Regions from separate parts of the Mus musculus genome. Here regions 2, 3 and 4 are each linked to region 1. The links are chromatin contacts, called in public Hi-C, HiChIP or PLAC-seq and promoter capture Hi-C maps. All regions are on one chromosome and are shown on one strand. Each heading gives the region's core, a stretch centred on a gene start, on an enhancer-like site or on the middle of the called end of the contact. The rest is flanking DNA. Distances are from core to core; before and after follow the strand shown.

What was found. Hi-C and Micro-C count contacts between places; a contact is called where the count stands out from the background. HiChIP or PLAC-seq counts read pairs in DNA pulled down with a chosen protein or histone mark. Capture Hi-C pulls out chosen DNA fragments and counts their contacts.
Region 2: a contact with region 1 is called in a FOXA1 HiChIP or PLAC-seq map of pancreatic cancer cells. The contact joins the promoter of Mrto4 here to the enhancer-like site in region 1. A contact is called at or near these places in 4 of 484 Hi-C or Micro-C datasets (B cells, CD8 T cells and embryonic stem cells), 5 of 115 datasets of contacts at active chromatin or transcription factors (the SCID.adh cell line, embryonic limb bud, embryonic stem cells and 2 more) and 2 of 9 other capture datasets (adipose tissue and liver).
Region 3: a Hi-C map of liver shows a contact between it and region 1, with 1.9 times the contacts expected there. The contact joins two enhancer-like sites. A contact is called at or near these places in 2 of 484 Hi-C or Micro-C datasets (the AML12 cell line and liver) and 2 of 9 other capture datasets (adipose tissue and pancreatic islet).
Region 4: a contact with region 1 is called in a promoter capture Hi-C map of liver. The contact joins two enhancer-like sites. A contact is called at or near these places in 1 of 15 datasets of contacts at CTCF or cohesin (pro-B cells), 5 of 484 Hi-C or Micro-C datasets (centroblasts, cerebellum, cerebral cortex and 2 more), 8 of 115 datasets of contacts at active chromatin or transcription factors (SST interneurons, astrocytes, bone marrow-derived macrophages and 5 more) and 4 of 9 other capture datasets (adipose tissue, embryonic stem cells, liver and 1 more).

What each region holds. Positions count from the first base shown.
Region 1 is chr4:139,597,345-139,600,553 of GRCm38.p6, reverse strand. All of the region lies in intron 1 of Iffo2 (intermediate filament family orphan 2), which reads right to left. Among named protein-coding and RNA genes, the nearest start is that of Aldh4a1, 24 kb to the left of the region's middle. RefSeq lists an enhancer at 1-3,113. Within about 2 kb of position 1,458, at least 322 of the 459 cell types and tissues checked have an H3K27ac peak or open chromatin away from gene starts, as enhancers often do. A contact at or near this core is called in B cells, CD8 T cells, the SCID.adh cell line and 7 more, where this site is marked.
Region 2 is chr4:139,350,838-139,354,046 of GRCm38.p6, reverse strand. It overlaps Mrto4 (mRNA turnover 4, ribosome maturation factor), which reads left to right and starts at 1,471. Exons shown (of 8, transcript NM_001290810.1): 1 at 1,471-1,778. The coding sequence starts at 1,751. It overlaps Emc1 (ER membrane protein complex subunit 1), which reads right to left and starts at 1,460. Exons shown (of 24, transcript NM_146157.4): 1 at 1,330-1,460. The coding sequence starts at 1,427.
Region 3 is chr4:139,399,233-139,402,441 of GRCm38.p6, reverse strand. It overlaps Ubr4 (ubiquitin protein ligase E3 component n-recognin 4), which reads right to left. Exons shown (of 106, transcript NM_001160319.1): 12 at 2,781-2,880; 13 at 2,508-2,645; 14 at 2,000-2,117; 15 at 974-1,161. Among named protein-coding and RNA genes, the nearest start is that of Ubr4, 20 kb to the right of the region's middle. Within about 2 kb of position 1,716, at least 2 of the 459 cell types and tissues checked have an H3K27ac peak or open chromatin away from gene starts, as enhancers often do. A contact at or near this core is called in liver, where this site is marked.
Region 4 is chr4:139,421,574-139,424,782 of GRCm38.p6, reverse strand. It overlaps Ubr4 (ubiquitin protein ligase E3 component n-recognin 4), which reads right to left. Exons shown (of 106, transcript NM_001160319.1): 38 at 2,859-3,086; 39 at 2,220-2,390; 40 at 774-956; 41 at 1-23. Among named protein-coding and RNA genes, the nearest start is that of n-TVaac1, 7.4 kb to the left of the region's middle. Within about 2 kb of position 1,627, at least 36 of the 459 cell types and tissues checked have an H3K27ac peak or open chromatin away from gene starts, as enhancers often do. A contact at or near this core is called in bone marrow-derived macrophages and liver, where this site is marked.

The DNA.
Region 1 (3,209 bases), core at 209-2,708:
CCGAAATCCTGAAAGCCTTTGTTCCCAAGACTCCTATCAGGATGTGGCTCTGAGCTAGACCAGGGGGCTGGGGTCACCTTCAAGAGACCACCTGTGAGCAGATGGGTGGTTGGTTCTATTTTGTCCTGACACTCAGTTCGTCTGACTTCTAAGTGTGGTGTGGCAGATGCAAGAACCGGAGAGGAAGGTGTGTTCTTATACTGGGAGCGTTTAATCCCCCAAGGACTGCTCCCATGTTGAAGATGAGGAAGAATGTTAGCCTCCAGGCAAGGGTTAGCCTGCTCCTCTTCCTCCTCCTCCGAGGCTTTTCTCTCTCAGAATGCCGCCACAGATTTAAGGCAGACTGAGGGACCAGGATATATCCTCTCAGATGGCCTGGGCATCAATACCGCTCAGAGCTCTCTTCTAAGAATGAAGCCAGGGATAACGATAGGGCTCTAAGTGAGGCCACCTCCACCCTCTTCACCATGCCAGCATCTGAGGGCAGCCTCACCTTGCTCTGAGCACCCTGGGCCCTGGTTAGATGAAGCAAGGAGGGATTAGAGAAAAGAAGATCTCTGCAAAGGGAGAGCTGAGTCTACAGCTAGAGGCCAGCCTTGCGATCTCTTCTTGGTAGGAGTGTGATAGTCAACGATTGGAACGGGAATCCGTTCTCTCCACCATGTGGGGTATGTGGTGGCAAAACGCCTTTCCCTGCTGAGCCATCTTGCTGACCCTTATTAAATGAAAGGGCATGGGTTAGATGGGTAGACCAGAAGATGAATAGGTAGATGGATAGGTGGGTATGAAGGTGAATGGGGGCAGTGTGTGTGTGTGTGTGTGTGTGTGTGTGTGTGTGTGTGTGTGTGTGTGTGTGTGTGTGTGTGTGTATGAATGGGAGAGGGGATGAATGGGGCTGGGGGCAGGAATGAATGAAATGATCCACACTCAGGCCCCTTCCTTCGGCCTGAGCCCTACCCCAGGGTCTTATCTTTATCTCCCAGGCTGAGGAATCCACAACCAAATTCCCAGCACAACCAGGCTCTCTCTACAGCCACTGGGCTCAGACATCCCTCCTGGGGGAGGGGCAAAATACAGCCAGGACAGGAAGCTTGCAGGAGAAAGAGAAGCCTTCCCCTCCCACGACTTACAACCTTTCAAGGCCTGGAGGGGAGGCAGGGACATTAGACAATCAATGCAGAGAGAGGAAATGACCCCACAAAGGAGCCCCACCACCACCTCGGCGGCGGAAGAGGCACATGTGGGAGCCTGGCAGCTGGAGGGGGAGGTGGCAGCCTCGTCACAGCCAGATGTGGCCTCTCAGCATTCCAGAGGAGCCAGCGCTAGGACCACGTGACAGATGAGAAATCTCGGCTGACCACTGGGGGTGGGGTGGGGGAGGCAGCTTTAAAGCCAGCCTAGTCCGAGCTGCTGGAACCAGGCCAGTAGTTCTGCCTCTTGCATGAGCTCAAAATGACACACAGAAGCAGGAAGAAGCCCACAAAGTCTAGCTACGGAGAAACGGAAACCCAATCTGAAGCCGCTGACAGAGGGGCTGACTCATGGGTCTTTCATATCCTGTGCAGTCAGAGAAAGGCTCAAAGGCCCCAGAAGAAAGTGGGTGCAGCCCCAGCAAATAATTAGAGCATCACAGACAACCCCGGGCCCATGGGGAGTCCATCCCAGAGTCCCCAGACTGTACAGACAGAAGCAGAAATGAAGACATTCAGAAAGGAGACACTTTTATGCCCCCCTTGATTTGACTATCAGACTACGGAAACAATGAACCTCAAGAAATGGAACCCCCCCCCCCCCAAGGAATCTCATAACAGCGCAAGGGAAAAGGCGACAGCCAAAAGGGAACCTGGTCTCCTGGAAAAGGATTCCACACAGTTTTAACCAATGAGGGTGAAGCCAGACGATGATAGGTCAGTGGCGGGGCAGAACCGCACTCTGTCCAAGGCTGGATAGATGCTCAAACCCATGGCTATTTAAACACTTCCCCTCGCTTCGAGCCCCCAAGAGTGACTTGAGGGGGTCATTGTCCCTCTCCCCAGTGTGGCCACACTGAGAACGTCTTCCTCTCTCACACTATTAATCTGGCTGTTTTAATTAGCTGCTCAAGAATGGCTTCTTCGGGTATAGACAGCGACTCCAAGTTTGGTAACATTCCAACGCCTGTTCCCACATCCCCCGGCTGTGATATCCCAGGCGAACTCATCGCCCTTTGTGAGTTGCTTTTCTATATTCCCCATTTCTGAAGATAGTTGTGGGAACCACTCTGCAAGTAGAGGAAGAGGAGGGTGAAGAAGACCCCAGCGCCGAGACAGGGCTGAGCATCGGATCCTGCACTTCAGCTCAGTCTAGCTCCAAGTGCAGGCCAGGCAGGCAAGGGCGCTGGGCGGGAGCCTCAGGGTGGGGTGGGGGTGGGACAACAAGAATGGTCCCGCCTGGCAGCAGGCACGCCCAGGCCGACTCACTCAGGTGATGGGAAACAGGCGCAGGTGAGGCTGGGCTGGAGCCCTCAGTGGAAAACTTCACTCTGGGCCAAGCGTGGGCCGGGGCCTGGCCCTGGCCCTGGGTGGGGGTGGACGGCAGCTTCCTTTCCTGTGGTCTGCCTAAGCCTTCTCTGTTCCAGCCCACTCACCAAGGGGAAGTCATCCCACTACCCTGGGGCAGGACCAGGTATGGGCAGACAAGGGGCTTCCAGCAGAGCAGAGGTTCAGCCAAAGGCCCTTATGTGCTAGACAGGAGCGTCAGCAGAGACCAACCAGGGAGCCTTGGGCCACACAGCCCAGGGCTGGTTCTTCTGGGAGGGCCCAGATCCTCACTGGCTTCTCTGCACCTTCCAAAGGGGCTCAGTAACCTTGACTGAGTCTACATCTTCACTCTACACCACACCCATTCGTTTGTTCTGTACTGCAGCCCCTCTGAGTCTGCAACAGAATACAGAAATGATGAGGGAGTAGGGCGGGGGTGGGGGGTAGGGCACCTTGACAACCCAGGGCACCACCAACCACCAGCCCATGCCTCAGGAAGCTAAAGGCTGAGCCACAAACCCAGAAAGCACTCCCCCCCCCTTCCTCTCCCCGTTTCTTCCTTCCCGGGACTTCCAGCACATAGGCAGTGAAGGTGACAGCCAGGGACCTCAAGTGAACCCACCCGCTACGGAAGGAAGCCCTGCACTCCCATGCTCCTACCCACCTGTGCCTGCCTGGGCCTTCTGGGTA
Region 2 (3,209 bases), core at 222-2,721, 250 kb after region 1:
GCAAGAGTTCTGTGCAACGTACTCAGAAGCAAAAGAAGGCAGGAGAGAACTGCCACCATATACATGGGAGACAATACCAGTCTGCCAGCTAAATGTAACACCTACCTACTCAGGCAACACCCCAGAGTCCTCGGCCTAATTAATTTTTAGCGGCAACAGACTTCCAGGGGCACGGCTTGCACACTGTTGCAATGGGGAAATGCTGCTGTCTGAGGCACACTGATTGAGCCTGGCATTTAGATGACATCTCTCATTTAGACCACTGTGTTATTTAGCCTAGTTTGTTTTAAAGGAGCTTCTGGGGTTTGATTTTTTTTTTTTGGTTTTTCGAGACAGGGTTTCTCTGTGTGTAGCCCTGGCTGTCCTGGCACTCACTTTGTAGACCAAGCTGGCCTCGAACTCAGAAATCCACCTGCCTCTGCCTCCCGAGTGCTGGGATTAAAGGCGTGCGCCACCACGCCCGGCTTTGGGGTTTGGTTTTGTTTTAAGATTTATTTATTTATTTTATGTATGTGAGTACACTGTCACTGTCTTCAGACACACCAGAAAAGGGCATCAGATCCCATTACAGATGGCTGTGAGCCACCAAAGTCCAGATAGGCTAATGATTGTTGGGACCAGGACCCAAAATGAACACCTTTAAAAAAAATACATATGTATGTGTGTGTGTGTGTGTGTGTGTTAGTTGTCTGTCAATTTCCCCAGAAGCATACAACTGATAAGTAGCCAAATGCTTATTCAATCTGAAATAAGCACAGTCAGAAGGAAGGGGTGAGCGAACGAATGTCAGTTTGGAGAGGGAGAGGCCACACTGCACCCAGAGAGTCCCTCAGAGGAAAAGGCTCACTTTAGAACTTGTGAGACAAGTGGACTAAGTGACACCAGCTAGTTTCAGGCTTAAAGTTCACTGGGGCTAGTGACCTGGGACCCAGAAGATCACAAACCTGACAGCCACAAAATCGGACATGACAGGAAAGGAGGGAACTAGTGACCTCTGACCAAAACCCTTAAAGCCTGCCTTCACTGCGGAGCAATCTGCACCGTCACACACAGGGCGGCTTAAAGAGCTCCCTCCATGCTTAACATAAAGCTCTTGGGTTGACATCTTACGACTCTTCATATCTGAAGAGGAGACTCTCACATTGTCATTCTGCACAGGGTGCAGCATTCATTCATTCATTCACTTCTCCCTGAAAGCACCCTCCCGCACCCCCGTTAAGTTATAGTCTGGGTTCGGCTCCATAGCAAATCTCCTTCAGATTAGCAGGAGGGAGACAGATGCTGAGGAAGCAAACACCGACGTCCTGGAGAAGCGTCACCTGTACGCACCAGTCAAACTTGCCCACTTGGTCTTCGTAGACCGCGGCCGCAGGGACGAGCAGCACAGCAGCCCAGATCCAGAACCCAGACGCCACCGCGACCGCCATGATTGAAGCCCAAGCACCGCCTGCCGCCAGCCCGGCATGCACCGGGCCTCAAGCCCCTCCCTCCGCAGAGCCATAGAGAGGAACCGGTTCGCGAGGGACTTGGTGGAGTGCTCGGGACTCGGAAGCCGCCGGGACTGGAGGGACCCGGGACCTGGGCAGAGAAGTGGCCTTCAGGACACTGGGCGGAGCGCAGGCGGGGAAGAGAGGGCTCGCCACAGTTCAGGCACACGCGAGGGGCAGCCCCGAGCGCCGTCCCATAAGCCCCCGCGGCAGCCGGGTCCTAACCGGCCGCCCAGTCTTCCGCCGCACGTGCCTTTGCCGCGATGCCCAAATCCAAGCGAGACAAGAAAGGTAGGTTCGGGGGGCCTGCGTCAAGGGGGCGAGGGGGACGCGGGTGAGACGCCGGGGCCTCTCCGAGAGGCTCGGCCGGCCGAGATAGCGAGAGAGCTGGAAACTGGTCCGGGCCGACAGCAGTCGCATAGCCCAGGCTCTCCTCGAACTTGCCAACCAGGATAGTCTTACACAACTAACCTTGCTGCTTCTACCTCCCGATTGCTGGAATTACAGGCAGCATCACTAAACCAAGTACGCTCTTGTTAGGCAAACACTACCCACATAGCACTGGTCTACATCCCCTGGCATGTGCGAGCGACCGTGTGTGTTTGAGAGAGGATCTTGACGATGTAGCTCAGATTTGCTTAGGACGGTCTCATTATCTCAAGAAAATAGGGGTTTTACAGTTTCGACTACTGCATGTTTTGTTTGTCTATTTATTGCTGGGGCCTTGAACTCTTCCAACTGTCTGCCTTGGCCCCAAATACTAGGATTCCATACTGAGCCACTACATCAAGCTAGCGGGCTGGCGCTTTTGTGGGTGTTAGAAGACAAGACAGTTGAACAAAAAGGGTCCGGCTTCATCAGACTCACCACCTTAGTTAGGGGTGTGTGTCTGTCTGTCTGTCTCCTATACCCCTGTCAAGTCAGTATAATGTGTCAGGTAGTCCAAGTGGAGTATGGAGCAGGTGGGAGTGATAGTGTTTTGCATAATGTTGTCAGGAAAACTCTCAGCGGTTAGAGAAGGTCGTTTGGAATAGAGGGAACACAAAATGAAAGGGGTCTGTGGTGTGATTAACATATTGTGGGACAGCCAGTGTGGCCATAGTGAACAAAGTGGGCTTAGAGGAAAAGACCCAGCCTTTGGTGTGGCTTTGCTTTGAAAGGGTCCCTTGATAGCACAGAGAATATGAAGGCAGCAAGGCCAGCAACCACCTGCAGCATGCTAAGTCGCACCAGAATCCTAGCGGTGGAGAGTCCGGGAATGACTGGCTGGGTGTGACTGTGTGCCTTGTAAAGAGGGACTGTGAGTGGCAGGCAGGGTAGATGAATGGGCCATATCGGCTCCTGGGGACACCCAGGGCATTATAGCTGATGTTTTAGTAAGTTCTTATAGAGTCGTTAGGGTCTGGAAGGAGCCCTGGACAGATGTAAGCAAAGGCCGGGAACTCTTGGGAGTAGGACAGATAGAGCCTGGGTCACTTTTCAGTAGAGGTTGTGTCCCCCATCTGCCCTCTCCCCAGCGTTGCTGTAGTCTTGGGTTCAGATTACAAAAATGAAGTGTAGGTATATAACAGAATAGGAAAGATAAGGTCCCAACAGGATGACGTGGTACATGCCTGGAATCCCTCCACTTAGGAGACAGAAGTAAGGAACTGTATCTTGAGTTTAAGGCCAGCCTAAACAGCTTTGTAGCAAGATTGTGGTTTTTACAAAAGGAAGAGTTGG
Region 3 (3,209 bases), core at 467-2,966, 200 kb after region 1:
TTCAACCAGAATTATACAAGCCAAAAGTGAAGGCTCTCACTAAGTCTCCTAGTGGGAATGTCCGTGATGAAACTAGCTGCACAGAAGGCCAGACCCACTCCATGCAGCCAACCTCAGAAAACACTGTGTAAGGAGGACCTCTGAGCTGATCCAGTCCCTGACCCTCAAGACGGTACCAGTAACATACTGAAGACTGACCCTACATCAATGATTACTACACATATTCTCACTTTTCTCTCTATTATTAAATTAGTTTATCATTATTGTAAAAACTAATTATTGAATGATGATATAAGGGCTAGAGAGTTGGCTCAGTGGTTAAGAGCACTGGCTGCTCTTCCAGAGCTCCTAAGTTCAATTCCCAGCAAGCACATGATGGCTCACAACCATGTGTAGTGGGATCTGATGCCCTCTTGTGCTGTGTCTGAAAAGAGCTACCATGTACTCATATACATAAATATTAAAAAAATACATATAAATGTTTTATGCCCATAACCTTGACATGAAGCTATATAAGGCTACATTAGAGAATTGTACTTGACTCATTACTCTGATAAACTATCAGAATAGGGGCTGAAATACAGAAGAAAATCAATAAATATTGGTTGAATCAATAAGTAAGTATTTATGATGCGCCGAACCTATTCTAGAGGCTTTGAAAACACTCTTTCACAATGCCTTCAGGGCAAGTACAGTCACTCCCCAACAAGGACACATTCAGACTCTGGCCCAGGACCAGTAAGGTTCAAATCAACTTCTACTTACTTATTCCTAGAGACTGTGCTAGTAACTGTCAGCACTGGAAGCGTGCTATTTAATGACATGATCACTACTTGAAGTCCTGCAGAGACAGAGCTAAGGACTGCGGTATCCAACTTATAAATGCTTTAGCTCCGACGCCATATGCTTCACAGATCAACCACTCACTGTACTCAAGCAGTCTCTCCCACAGAACCTCAGAAACCAGTCTTACCAACTCAGGGTCTTTGCGGCTGGCCAAGATGTTGCCCTTCTCACCAGATGCCTGCTTATTGGGGCTTTTAACCCGAGGAGAGCTCTCCAGGGGAGGGGGTGGTGGAGGAGGTGGAGGCGCAGCTTTTTCTTTACTGGGAGAGATGGTCTCCTCAAACCACTGCCCCAAAATAGGCTCACTGTCATCATCTGAAGAGAAAGAGCATATCACGAAAACGCAATTTTTATGTATGTGAACCTGTTTTTCTATAGCTGCTGGGGTCAAAGATCACAGGACATCCTGATGCTGAGGACAGGAACTGACCCTGTCAATCTGTCAAGATCTAAATGGATAAACAAGTGCTTCTACCTTATTATACATGGGTTACAGTAAAACTGATTTCTTATGAGGTCCAACAACAGAAGAGAACCCATGTCCTCTTATCTCCCTGCCTGGAAAGGGGTCAAACATTTATAAGAGCAAACAAGTTTCATCACCCAAGATGGTAAAAATCGTGCCCCTTGGGGTTTCACATTGTTTCACACACTTGAGCATGGAAAAAAAGTCAAACAAACAAAAACCAGAGACCACCCCTCTACACATCTTCAGCTCCTCTCTATGTGCTCCTCAGCTACAAGCCCATGGTTAAACCCAATCCCTGCCACGTGACCTTTTGACCTGTGCAGGAAGGACAGAGGTCCCAGCATAGGGAACAAAGGAGCAAACATGAACATTTTGGTTTTGGCAGAGAGAAAGCAGTCATTAGCATTTCACCTTTGACACTCCACTTACTGCCTAGCCCAGGCCGGCCTCCGACTCAGTAAAGCCCATTAGTACTGACCGTGGGCGTCTGCTCTTCCTGCCTCACAGTGCTGGGACTACAGGAGTGTGAGAGCACCTGGATTATGGCTGGAGGGGATCTAGCCCAGGCTTCATGCACTCTAGGCAAGCACTTTCCCACCACTCTCTGACCCTCAAGCTGCTCTTAAACAGCACACCACTTTGAGAATACATAAAAGTGAGGGCAGAGGGGCTATCTCTAGCTACCTTGGCTGCTGTCCTCCTCTGTGCTACTGAAGTCATCCTCATAGTACGTGTTGGAGTCGGTGGAGGCGCTGGCATCACTGCTCATGGAGCCCTTCCTCTGCCGCTGCAGGACACACGCCTAGGGAAACACAAGCGTGAGGAACACATGAGCCAGAGACAGAGCCAGGAGCTTGAGTGTCCACCATGCTTCTGCTTCAAATGTGTCACGATGGACCACCAGGGTCAGCAGACAGCTAAAACTGGCAATCAATAACCACTTCCAAAGCACCACAAACTACTCTGTCAAGATCAGTACAGTGACATCATGTGCCTATAATCCGAAGAGGCTAACGCAGGAGGACCAACTGCATGCAGGAATGCTAGCCCAGATTAGGAAGGGAGACAGAAAGAGAAGAGGAGTAGTCTAGGGAGGATTCCATTCTAAAACCACCACCACAGTCTGCATTCTTAAACATCATGGTCTCTGTCCACTTTACTCCAATTCATGAATGGCTTGACTCCCACCCACCTTTCTGTATGAAGTTGAAAGTAAAGTCAAGAGCAGGTTTGTCAGTGGGACAGAGTCAATCAGCCGTTGAATCCTTTGTGTGGAGGTGCTCTGGGCCATAATACTCAGGACTGCAGGGGGGCCATCTGTCTCCCAGCCCTGATGATAACAAAAATCAAAGCATATTAGTCGTATTACTCTGGGCAAAAAAAAAAAAAAAAAACCTTACTGATGCTCTAGTTAGCATCCCAAGTCGCCCCAGCAACCAACCCGAGGACTCCAGAGCCTCCGCACCTTGTGGAGTGCCTCCACCTGCAAGTCTTGAAAGAGAGACGCCAGCAGCTTGATGGCATGGTTTGCCAGTATCACCGAGAGTACCCCAAATCCCTGATGCCTATACAAATAACAGAAGCTCAGACTTAAAAACCATTAGCAATGAATCACAACCTCAGAAATGGCCATTATCCTGCCAAACTGGCATCCCAGATCCCTTTACAGATCTACAAACTTCCCTCTGAGGATAGACTACTCTACACACACACACACACACACACACACACACACACACACACACACGCGTGCGAGCGCACACACACTCACGCACGCACTCACGGACATCACCCTAGCACTACAGCTTACTAACCCCAAAGCCCATGTACAAACTTTCACAGGATCGACAGGCTTCATAGCAAGAACTTCTTCCAAATGAAACTATTTCATACT
Region 4 (3,209 bases), core at 378-2,877, 180 kb after region 1:
GCTGAGAGCTGCAGCACTGTGATCTGCAAAGGGAGTGCAAGCTGCAGAGGCCCAGGCGCTGGCCAGCCAGGGCCCCCCAGGCCCTCGTGGAGTCTAAGGTAGGCAGTTAAGGAGGCTCCCTGGGGAGAAGGGTAAGTCACTGCCTGGCTTTGCGGATTTAGTCTCTTAGAAAACCTGTAGATCAAGTTCAGCCTCTACTTCTCCCCAAAAGACAGACATGGAAGGTCATGCTCCCCTTCTCCCAGTGAGGACAAGAATGGCAAGTAATGAACCCGACTGTTCTGTGCAGAATCTCCTCCTAACATATCCAATCCCTAGGCACCACCGCCTCAAGCGCCCCATTAAGCTCCTTCTGGACCATCTGCTTTAAGGACTGTCCACACTGTCAGTTAAGGTAAGACAGCCTCCCTGATGAGAGGCAAAAACAGCAAAGAGATGCCTAGCATTCCCCAACGGAGTGTCTGCATCCCTGGAGCAGGAATTATTAAACAAGGAACACTGGCTTCTTAAGAAGACTTCTGCCTCTCTGCTTGTACCTTTCCACGTCCAAAAATGGGCGGGGATGGGAACTAAGTTGTCCTGAACACCAGCCAATCACTTGCCAGAGCCTTTCCCAAGTCACCTCAGTTCTAGTGATAACCAATACTCAGGTCCAAGCCAAAAGGGTTAATGAGATCAGTCTCGTCCTCAGAAACAAAGTGTGGGTGTTTCCCCTCAGAGGGTCAATTTGAACACCGATCCTAAAACGAATGGGAAGGAATCATGGGACCTACCTTGCCCTTCTCATGGCTAACAGCCAAATGCTGGCGGCGCCCATGGGGGGAAGAAAGCACACACATAGCCACCCGTCTCAGCACGTGGGCACTGATCAGCTGCCGTATAGTCTGGCCCTGGTCTCCGCTGTAATTCATCCGAACATTCTCAAAGGCACCTTCCTGTGAGCCTAAGGTGGGAACCTGGCAGAAGGGAGAAGCAGAGAAAGTATTGGAGAAAGCAAGTAAGACTAGGTGGGTTCATCCACTGTCACCTGGGGGGCAGTGCAACCCTTAGTCATTCAGCAGTATTCAATCTGGGAGGCAGGGCTTTGTGAATCTGACCAAAATCAATTATATGCATTCACATAATTCTCAAATAATAAAATTACTAACAACAAAGGAAAAGTAGAAGGGCATGGTGGCAAAAGCCTATTATACTCCCAGCACTTGGGAGGCAGAGGCAGGTTGAAGTCCGAGTACCAGGCTAGCCTGGTCTATATAATGAGTTCAGGCCAGCCAGAGCTCAAAACAAGTAAGTGACTTTAGCCTGCAGTCCACTATCCTCCACTGATTAAAGTCTACTGCTTCAGTCTGGTTCCAAGAGCAGGGTCAAAGTCTCATGAAAGTAAATGAAGTGCTGCTGTTCTCCAACGTTAAAATGCATTTTCACTTAAAGTGATGGTAATGATACAGAGTATTTTCCCTTCATGCATCACACCTGGCAAAAGTGAACTTGGCAACTTAGTGGGTCACCAACTTCCACCCTTAATTTTGATGTCAGTATTTAAAATCTTCAATGCCCTTCTCTGGGTGTCTGTCCACACATATACTGGCCAGAGCTCCCAGCTCCGGGAGTCAGTCCTGCACTGGCTGGACCTGCTGCCCACACACTGCCAAGTGGTCCTCCCTGCAGGGGTTCCCAGTAAGACTCAGCACTGTGAGCACAACTCCCAGGCAGAAACGCTCTCCTAGGCCCCTTCTAAATTCACACGCGCACACTCCTGTTCTTCTTACTTATCCCTACGGCTCACATGACTGACAGGCTGCAAGAGTAACTGAAGGAAAGCTGTCTTCAACTCAGGCTGGAAGTCAGCAAAGGACGAAGCTATTCTGCAAGCTACTAAGCCTTAAGAGAGAGGACACAAGCAAGAGGCTTTCGATTTTATACAAGGAAATTTCAGTTATAGTGCCCACAAAATGGAGTTCCTCACATCTTAGGAGTTCATACACATACATGCTTTAGTAAAAAGAGGACTTGCTTGCTAAATACCAGGACTCTAGTCAGACACACCTCATCTGTGGGTTACTAACTGCTCAGTAGAGCTGAGGAAAGCTGTGACCACAGATTCTAGGTTCTGCATGCTTATGACTCACTGCTAAGTCTCTTCCTCAGTTGCTGTGGCCACTATCAGACACCATGACACACAGGTTGTACAGTCAGCAAACCTCAAGACCCTGACATACCATCAGCTGGTCTGTCATCTCCACACCCTTGTCCACTGTGTGCAGTTCACTGAGGGCCTGCTGGGCCCTGCTGCTGCTCCCCACGGCTGAAGCCTGCTGAAAGTTGGTCTGAATGGCATCCATGAGGAAACTGAGCATGTCTAACACGAGAGGAGCGAAGGAGAAATTGGCCTGAGAGAAATGGAAACACACACGTGAAAAAGTAAAAATCAATAAAAATCACGAGTCGCACACGACAATCCTGACAGTCACTGTCTGGAGCTGAGCTCGTCCCCTCTCCAGAACCCTAGCTCTGTAGACAGTGAGAGGACGATCTAAGCCGAGGTCCCACAGGCACCCTAAGTCACTCAAGGCACCTAGCATGTTTAACTACGCCTCCTATGCATACAGAATGGACAAACGGGAAACACAATCACTCAATGGCTTCTGCATTCTGGGCCCAGATGAGAACTCCTAGCCAAGAAAGTAGGTTCCAGAATATCACTCCCGCTAGCTGTAAGCCCTTCCCCAAAGATGGGCTACTTGCACGCACACTACATAACTATGAAAGAAAACACTGGGCTAGCAGGGGAGGCTCAGACCACTGATGAGGCCTGCTGGACTCTGTCCTGTGCACCAGTGCCCACCAGGAAGCCCCACCTGATTCTGCAGCTCCTCACGACACCCCTCAACTGTACGGCACAGGCTGCTCTTCTTGGGCTTCTCTTCATCTGTAACCTTCCCATCACTGATGGTGACCTTGGCCTTGTCAGCAGGAGAGGTGCTGGCATGGCGCACCAGACTTTCGGAAACCCTAGGTTCGCTCTGAAATGCTGACTCCTTCATGGTAGAGCTCATGCCACTGCTAGGAGTTCGCTTCACCAGGGCCTGGAAACAGAACTCATCAGTGTCCCTATGTCCCTGCCACAGTCAGGTCAGACAGCGCTGAGCCACTGGAAGGCAGATCACGGGGCTCACTCGACCATCTTCATGCCCCTCAGAGCATTAGGC